Regions from separate parts of the Sus scrofa genome. Here region 2 is linked to region 1. Evidence: chromatin contacts called from public Hi-C data. All regions are on one chromosome and are shown on one strand. The core of a region is the stretch at or near the end of the contact, and the rest is flanking DNA. Distances in the headings are between cores, read along the strand shown.

Region 1 (4,326 bases), core at 1,633-4,132:
TCCACAAGCCCCAGATTTGACATGACCAAAGTTGACCCCTTCATCCCTTGCCCTGCCCCCATAGTGCCCACCTCAGCCAGCATCTTGCCTACTGTTCAAGCCAGAAACTTGGGTATCATACATGACTCCCTGTCTCCCTTCCTCCCTCATGTCAGCAATAACTCAACCCTGATCTGCCTCCTAAAGATGTTTTCAGTCTCCCCCTAACTGGTTCCCTCCCTCTAGTCTTTCCTCTTTCTGGTGAATTCTCCAAAAGCTTTATCAACAGCAAATCTGGCTCAGTGGTAACGAACTACCCAACTAGGATCCAGGAGGATGCGGATTCAATCCCTGGCCTCGCTCAGTGGGTTAAGGATCTGACGTTGCTGTGACCTGTGGTGTAGGTTGCACTCGGACCCCTCATTGCTGTGGCTGTGTTGTAGGCTGGCAGCTGTAGCTCCGATTCGATCCCTAGCCTGGGAACTTCCATAGGCCACAGAGGCAGCCCTAAAAAGACAAAAACCAAACACCGCCCCCCACTACAAATCTGACTGTAATCACCAGCCTCCTTAAAACTCTTCAAAGGATTTTTAAGGTCCTAACCCCTTGACCTGCACATAAGACCTTCCATCAGGTGGTCCCAGCTTCCTGCTCCAAGCATCCTCCTCTCTCCTTTGAGTTCCAGCAACAGCAAACTGCTTCCGGTTCTAGCCCCTGGACCTCTGACCATTTATTTCTTGTGACTTCAGCATCACCTCCTCCAGGAAGCCACCCCTGTCTGCCCCTGCTCCGATGATCCTTGGCATCTAGGGAGGGATCTGTTATTGCACTCACTACACTGAGTTATCATTGATTTTCGCGCCTTGGTTCTGCGCTAGCCAGTGAGATTCCCAAGGCCAGGAAGGGTGTCCCATTCATCTCTGTGTCCCAACCCCTGGCCTGGTGCCTGGCACCGAGGACAGGCTTGGCTCGTGGTTGATGGATGAATGCGGACGGGAAATTTGAAGGAAGTGAGAGGCAGGAAGGACTGAGAGGGCAGGGAGGGCAAGCCTGGCAGGAGGTGCAGCCAGAGCAAATGTGTGGGCAGTGGAAAAGCCAGAGCTTCCCTTTATTGTACGCCACGACTGCCCGCCAGCCATTGTGCCTGTGCTCGGTTTGCACATTCTGTCTCCTTTAATTCTTACAACTACAGATCAGGAAACTGGCATCAGAGAACCAAAGCAACCTGCCCAAGGTCACACAGCCAGGCCTGGAGTGGAATCCAGGACTGTCTGGCCCGAAAGCCTGTGCTCTTTTTGCTGGGTCACACCGCTCTCCTGGGGATAAGACCTTCTGGAGATGGACAGGGAGTGGGCCCAGCTACGCCTCTGCCTCGCTGAGAGCCGGAACCAGCTGCCCACGCTCAGGCCGACAGCTTCCTCCTCCCAGCCGGACCAGAGGCTCAGAGGCCAGACAAGGATTTATCTGTTCCTTCCTCCCCTGGCTTTGGGGTGGGGGGTGGGGGTCTTTGACTAGACAAGCACATTCCCACCCCCACCCCCGGGGAAGGGCTGCTGCATCCTGTACCACCCAGGGTGCCTGAGGAATGCAGGGGGCTCTGAGACGCTGCCTGGGTTCTGCAGAATCTGTCTCCCTCATCGCACTTGGCCCAGGCTGATATTAAGATTCATCTGCATTCCCCGCGCACCCGCCTGGCAGATGGTGGGGGAGGAGGCTGGGTGCGTGCTGGGGGCTGCAGCCAGAGACCAAACTGGGCCTCGAGGGCCAGGGCAGAGTGCCCACCCTCCCTGCCCCACGGGGCCCAGCCCAGGCTGGAACCACTCCAAATGCTGGGGTGCCTCCTCACCCTCACAGCTTCTAAGGGATGGTAGGATCTGACCTTTGGTTTTTCTAAGGACTAAAAGGGCCCTGCAAACCCAGGCAGAAAACAGAGCTGTAAGGTGATGGCGGATGAGCCCCTCCTTGGAAAATCTCAAATGAGGATCTTTTTTTCTTCCTTCTTGCCCTGGAGGCTTGCAGAGACCAGAGACAGACAGAGACTCAGCTGGGCAGAGAAGCCCCACATCCCAACCTGTGATGCCCTGGATTCCAGGGAGGGCAGTAGCAAAGAATGGAGGTACAGCCATTGGTACAGCCTTCTGGGGCCGGGGGGGAGGTTTATCCCCTGACCCCAGATTCAGAATCCAGCCTGACCCGGCGCAGCCCTTTCAGCCCAGAGCTCCAGCCAAAAGTTTCCTGTCACAGCGATTGGACTGAGAGGTGCAGGGGGCAGGCACGGAGGGTTATCTCAGCCCCTCTGAGTAAAGTAGAAGAGGAAAGGGACTGACATGATACCAAAAGGACTACAGGCTAGACACCTAGAAGAACTTCCCTTGGCACAAAAGCAGAAAATTGGACTTTGGGCTGTGGGGATAGGAGAATGTTCTTTTCTGGCTCTTGTAACGGTTGGGAAAAAATGATCTTTCCAAATTCCAGGTCTCTCGGGGTTCGGGGCCTGGCAGCAGATCCCCAAATGCCCGCTCCCGGGGACAGGCGCCTTGCCAGAGGGGTGGAAAAAGTAGGGTGCCTTTCCCCGGGCCACCACCCTCTCCCTTCCTCGCCAAGCGTTACTCCGCCCCCGCGTCTGTCCCCGGCCTCCCAGGTCCCGGGGCTGCGGGCCGGCAGGGGAGGAGTTAACTCCGGAGGTACCGGCTGGGCTCACAGTACCTGCCGCCGCCGCCGCCGCCGCCGCCGCCGCCGCCGCCGCCGCCGCGGGTGGGAGGGACGAGGAAGCGGAGCCGCCTGGGCGCCGGGAGCGCTCCAGTCTGGCGGGGCGCAGCGAGGCGAGCGGCGGCGGGGCTCGGCTCGGCCCGGGGCTTCCGCCAGGGGGCGCGCCGCGACGGGGCGGGAGGGGCCGTCTGGTCTGGGGAATTAGCGCAGGGACGAGCGCGCGCGCGGGTCCCCCACACATCTGGGCGAGAGCCGCGCCACTGGAACCGAGGGGGCATATCGGGAGCGACGGAGCCACCGCGCAGCTGGGGCCCTTCGAGGCGCTCGGGGCGCACATCTGGGGCCTCGCGAGGGGGCCACGCCGCGCGCAGCTGGACCAGGGGAGGGGGGGCTGCGGCTGCACAGCTGGACCGAAGGGGGCGGGGTCGGTCCTGGGCGGCTGGCAGCGCGGAGGGCCGCGAGTGGCCGGGCACTGGAGCATGGGACGGCGCACCTGAAAGAGCAGGGGTGAAGAAGGGCCTGGGACCCTAAAGGAAAAAGAGGAGAGAAAGGGGCACGGGAGCAAAGGACGAAGATGCAACTGACTCGCTGCTGCTTCGTGTTCCTAGTGCAGGGCAGCCTCTATCTGGTGAGTGGTCCGCGGGGAGCGGCGCGGAGGGGCGGGGGCCCGGAGAATTGGGGGAGAGCGCGGGAAGCTCCGGAGCCCGGAAACTTTCTCCCTTCCCCCCCACATCCCGGGGATGGAAGCGTAGCCTGGAGGCTGGGGGAGAGGGCGGGTCCGAGGCCGGAGACTGTACAGAAAGGGTTAATAGGGGCGGGGAGAGGGTGCTGGGCTGGCCCACCCACTCGGCCGCTGGTGGCAGGAGGTGCGACGGGCACGAGGGAAAATGCCCGCAGCCGTCGCCAAGGGTTACTCGACCCCTTTCGGCGCCCGGGGCCCCGCGGAAGGGGAGTGGGAGGTGGTTGTGGAGCCGATGACCTGCCAGGGCAGGGGGCGTGGGCTCGTCTCTGACCTCGGGGGACCCGGAGGACCCCGGGCTCTGGGTTCCCCAGCGCACGAGCCTGTCCAGGAGGGGGGCCGCCCCTGCGTCCCTCGCTCCCGCCTTCCCTCCCGCTCCCTCCCTCCCTCCCTCCCCGCCTGTTGTTTTCCTCTCCGCTCCCGGCTGCGCGCAGCCCGAGCCCCACAGGACCTGGGCAGGCGGCTCCCGCCCCGGGCGCTCGCGGTAGCTGAGCGGAGCGCCCGGAGCCGGCTCCCCGTGCGCTCGCTCGCGCCTTCCCTGCGGCCCAGGACGGGGGGAATCCACCCCCGCCCCCCCAGCCCAGGGCTCAACTCCCCTCCGACCCAGCGCCCGCCAATCGGCTACCTAGCAATCCTGTCGTGGAGAAGCCTCGGCCCCACATCTGGGTCTGCCCTTCTCAAAACAATAATCCCCTTTGCCACTGGGTGGGCGAATCCTTCTCCCCATCCTCCAGCCTTCAGCTGTGACCCTAGGAGGCCAAGTACACAGAGGTCTGCCGCCGGGAGCCCAACTCCCAGAGTCTCTCCTCCTGCTGTCTCTCTGCCCTGGCTTTGGATCCTGGCAGGCAGGGCCACTGCACACAACCGAGGTCATGGCCAGAGCAGAACAGGGGACCAGA
Region 2 (4,699 bases), core at 1,604-4,103, 510 kb after region 1:
ACCCATCACCCACTGAGCGGGGCCAGGGATCGAACCCACATCCTCATGGATACTAGTTGGATTCGTTTCCACTGCACCACAACAGGAACTCCAATAATAGTTTTTGATGTGGTGGTGGTTTTTGTTTTTCGGGGTTTTTTTAATGGTCGCACCTGTAGCACATGGAAGTTCCCAGGCTGGGGGTCGACTCCAAGCAGCAGCTGCTGCTGGCCTGTCACAGCCACAGCAACGGCAGGATCGGAGCCGTATCTGCGACCTATGCCATAGCTCAGGGCAAAGCCAGATCCTTAACCCACTGAGCAAGGCCAGGGATTGAACTTGCATCCTCTATATCAGGTTCTTAACCCACTGAGCCACAACAGGAACTCCCAAATTTCACAGTAATAGCCATAGCTGCCGTTTATTGATATTTACAGTGCACCAGGCACAGGGATCCACTTTTTTTACATATAATATTTCATATACTCTTCCAGGCACCTTGAAGACCGCATTCACCAACATCATCCATGGTCTAACTGCTGGTTTGGCGGTCCTCTCTGATACCGCTGTGGCATGTCTTCCCCGGGGACCCCAACTTCTTTTTTCACCTTTTCTCTTCAGTGTGCTGGATGCAGCGCCTGGTGTTGGAGACAGAGCCGTGAATCAGACCGAGATAGCCCTGCCCTCCAGAAGCTTAAAGTCTCTTGGGGAGACAGAGGAACAGATGATGACACTTCGTGTAAAGGAGTTAAAATGGGTGTTAGATCGGGAGATCTAAGGAAACTTTGGAGGGAGCCCATAACCCAGCCGGGCAGGTCAGGGACCTGAAGACTGAGTAAGTGAAAGTGAGAAGAAAGAATGATCCAGGAGTTCCCATCGTGGCTCAGGAGTTAACGAATCCGACTAGGAACCATGAGGTTGTGGGTTTGGTCCGTGCCCTTGCTCAGTGGGTTAAGGATCCGGCGTTGCCATGAGCTGTGGTGTAGGTTGCAGACGCGGCTCGGATCCTGGATTGCTGTGGCTCTGGCATAGGCTGGTGTCTACAGCTCCGATTCGACCCCTAGCCTGGGAACCTCCATATGCCACCAGAGCGGCCCAAGAAATGGCAAAAAAAAAAAAAAAAAAAAAAAAAAAAAAAAAAAAAAAGAAGAAGAAGAAGAAGAAGAAGAAGAAAGAATGATCCATACATAAGAGACAGCATTTGCAACAGCACGGAGATTGGAGACTGGTTCAAGGCAGTGGATCAGTGTGGCTGGGAGTTGAGCAGGGGAAATGTGGAGAGATGAGGCTGGAGAGTTAAGCCAAAGCAGACCATGTGAGAACTGGAAAGGCTGCAGGAAGAAGTGGCGAGCCAGCAACAGGCTATGAGCAAGAGAAGTAACACGGTCAGAGCTGCAGTTGAGAATGACCTCTGAACCTGTTTCCTCATCTACAAAATAGAGATAATAATAGCACAATAGAGCTGTCCTGAGAAGTAAATGAGATAATGAATGCAAACAGTGCTTGGCACATAGGTTATTATTCATTCAGCTAAGAGAGTCCCCTTCATTGTGAGGCCTTGCTCATAGCTCTGCATAGGCTATAATCATATTCTGTTATAACTATTTATTTATTTATGCAGCTCTCTCCCAGACTGAGAAATGAAACGATCGAAGGAAAAGGCAGTGTCCCAATCTTGTCTCTTTCCCTGTCCCAGCACAAAGCCTAAAATTTATTATGCCATTGGTGAATGTGAGCCCACGACTGAACAGCGAAAAACACCTCAAGGGGGTGGGGGGAGAAGCGAGGGACTTACCGCTCTCGACCACAAGAGGGCGCGCGCTGGGTTCCCACGAGAGAGCCGGTTGGCTGAGGAAGGGCGGGCTCTCCGCCTCCAGCACCAATCATCTCCCAGGACCTTTCTCTAAGAACGCTCAGAGCGAAAAAGGTTGCTTTCTTAGGTCCAAAGAGAAGAGAATAAAAAAATAAAAGTGTTTTGGGAGTTTCCCTCGTGGCTCAGCGGAAACGAATCTTACTAGCATCCATGAGGATGCAGGTTCGATCCCTGGCCTCGTTCAGTGGGTTAAGGGTCCGGCGTTGCCATGAGCTGTGGTGTAGGTCGCAGACGCGGCTCGGATCCCGAGTTGCTGTGGCTCTGGCGTAGGCCGGCAGCTACAGCTCCGATTTGACCCCTAGCCTGGGAATCTCCATGTGCCGCTAGTGCGGCCCTAAAAAGACAAAAAAAAAAAAAAAAAGTTTTTTGAAAACTTCATTGTAGCACTGATGGTAAGGGTTGCCTCTGCCGCCTCCAGGTGTTAATTAGGAGGTTGACTGACTTTTTTAACTGGAAAAGCAACATGCCGCCTTTTCATGAGCTGCTTGGATCTTTGTGATACGAGGGACTGACGTGGGCTCGCATCCAGATCCCGAAGTTAGCAAACATTCAATCTGAGTCACTGTCATCTGAATTGGGAACCCACTAGACCCCCTAAGGGAGAGCAGATGGGAATCAAGATAGGTGAATCGGGACACTTTGGGAGGAAATGGGGTGCGCTGACAGCTACCGGAACAATCTCAGAGACGAGACGTGAAGGAGTCTGAGGAGGGAGCGGGGAAAGGAAGGAGTAGAATAGGTATGGGAATAACGAGCCTCTGGGAAGGGAGGGGTTAACCCCTATGGGCGGGGAGGAGGAAGGGCGGGGTGACACCCGGGAGGCGGGCTCTCCGCCCGGCCTCCCGAAAACAACAGGCCGCTCCGGGCAAACACGGAGTTAAGGGGGCGGGCCCAGGGGGCAGCCACGTGCCGGGGCGAGAGGCAATTGGCTCTCCGGAAGTTGTTTGTGAGCGGCCATTGGCGACGTCGGGGCGCCGCGACGAGCCGATTGGCCGGACTCGGAGCCCCGCCAGGGCGGTGGTGGGGAGGAGGCGGCCTGGGCGGCGCGGGACCCGAGTGGGCCAAGCCGAGCGCCAACGCTGCCCGCGCGGGGTGCGGAGCCCGAGCCCGAGCCCGAGCCCGAGGCGCGGCCGCCGCTGCCATGCGCTGGGTCCGCGCGCTACTGAAGAATGCGTCCCTGGCAGGGGCGCCCAAGTACATCGAGCACTTCAGCAAGTTCTCCCCGTCCCCGTTGTCCATGAAGCAGTTTCTGGACTTCGGTACGAGGGGGCGGGAGGCGGCTGGCCACCGGGACCTGCGGGGGAGGGGGGGCTGGGGGGGAGGAAGGCGTCCTGGCCGTGAAGGGTTAACACGGAGGTTGAGAGAGACCGAGTGACGGGAAGGGTTGGCTTGCAGGGGTCCAGGCAGGAGAGGGTTAACGGAGAGGCCGGAGGCAGCCGGCCTTAAAAGGGTTAGGGCACCCCGGCTGGAGAGACTAGGCAGTGGGAAGTGGGGGCGCTGAGGAGGGATCGGAGGTATCTTCTCGGGCTTTGTGAGGGGTCTTGGTGAGGAAGGGGCAGTGAGGCGGTGATGTTAGGGCTGGAAGGCACGAAAGGGTTCCTGGGGTTGTTCTGGCGATTCTAAGAGTGAGGGTCAGAGAAGAAATGGGCCGGGATGCTGGTGGCTGTAAGGAGGCAGGGCTGGGAGGCACAGCCATCTGGAAGGAGACCTGTGCAGGGCAGACGTGGAGGGGTCAGTTGGGGGCAGGGGCTCTCTCAGATGAGTCAACAGGAGGGACACCCTGACCAGTACACCTCCGCCCACTGAAGGAGCTGCCCTCCAGCTGTCCCAGTGGGCAAGGACACTTGAAGATCAAATCTGCTGTGGCCTGGCCATCTGTCTCCAGCTGGGCAGGGGTCTGGGGCGCTGTGAGGTGCAGTCGGGTGCCTTGTACCCACCCTTGGCTGCCCCTGGGTTCTTGTGCCAGGGTGGCCTAACACCCCCCACCACCACCACCATTCTGGGGGTGGCTCTGGAGCCAGAGCAAGGCTGTGCCAACGTGGTGACTGAAACAGGCATTGTGTGGTCCCTGTCTGTTCCCACCGTGTTTCCATGGTGCCAGCTGGGGATTAGAAGGGGGGGTGCCCCTTCTCTCAAGAGTTGAGGAGAGACAGTGCCTGGCTCAGGTTACAGCTGCGTCACTGATGGCAGGCGGGGGAAGGTGGCAGTCAGGACACGGGGCACCTGTTCCCCAAGACCTGTCTGCCTGAGCTCCTCCCGTGTAGGAAAGCCTCCAGAGCCCCCTCTCAACCCCCTGCAGCTGCCCAGCCCGGCCTGGACCCCAGTTACAGAACTGTCACAGCTGGGAAGGGCTCAGGGTAGAGTCTGGTTCCCTCGGGGTACAGCGGGGGAAGCAGACCTTCAGAAGGATGGGGTACAGCAGGGGAAGCAGACCTTCAGAAGCATGGTGACGTGCCTTGGGTGACAGAGTTGGAAGCAGAAGCTGGACTTAGAACCCAGGTCTCCTGACTCTAGGCCATGGCCCCATCCAGTCCTCCACCACCTCTTCATCTTGAAGCCAGACCAAAGTATTGGGCCCTGGTTCTCAACCTTGTCCACCTCACAGGTGGGTGGGCATTAATGTAGGGGCAGCCCTACAATGGGCATAAAGAGGTGACACCAGGACCCTGCAGCTGCTGTGGTCCCAGCATAGCTCCCCTTAGCCAGGGGCGGGAGGGTGCTCATCTCAAGGTAGGGATAGATTTTCCAGGCTCCTCTGCCCACTTGGATCCACCCCCCTCAAAGTGGGTTGTGTGTCTGCTGGGAGGGAAAGAAAGAGAAGAAGCTGGGATGGAGGTCACAGTGAGC

The links. A called contact is a pair of places that touch in the nucleus more often than the background predicts.
Region 2: a Hi-C map of retroperitoneal adipose tissue shows a contact between it and region 1, with 2.1 times the contacts expected there. The contact joins the promoter of PDK2 here to the promoter of NXPH3 in region 1. A contact is called at or near these places in 1 of 5 promoter capture datasets (fetal liver), 6 of 47 Hi-C or Micro-C datasets (embryonic fibroblasts, heart right ventricle, mesenteric adipose tissue and 3 more) and 1 of 2 datasets of contacts at active chromatin or transcription factors (skeletal muscle).

Annotation. Positions count from the first base shown.
Region 1 is chr12:25,766,292-25,770,617 of Sscrofa11.1, forward strand. It overlaps NXPH3 (neurexophilin-3), which reads left to right and starts at 2,883. Exons shown (of 2, transcript XM_003483007.4): 1 at 2,883-3,316. The coding sequence starts at 3,263.
Region 2 is chr12:26,271,709-26,276,407 of Sscrofa11.1, forward strand. It overlaps PDK2 (pyruvate dehydrogenase kinase, isozyme 2), which reads left to right and starts at 2,854. Exons shown (of 11, transcript XM_021067148.1): 1 at 2,854-3,111. The coding sequence starts at 2,994.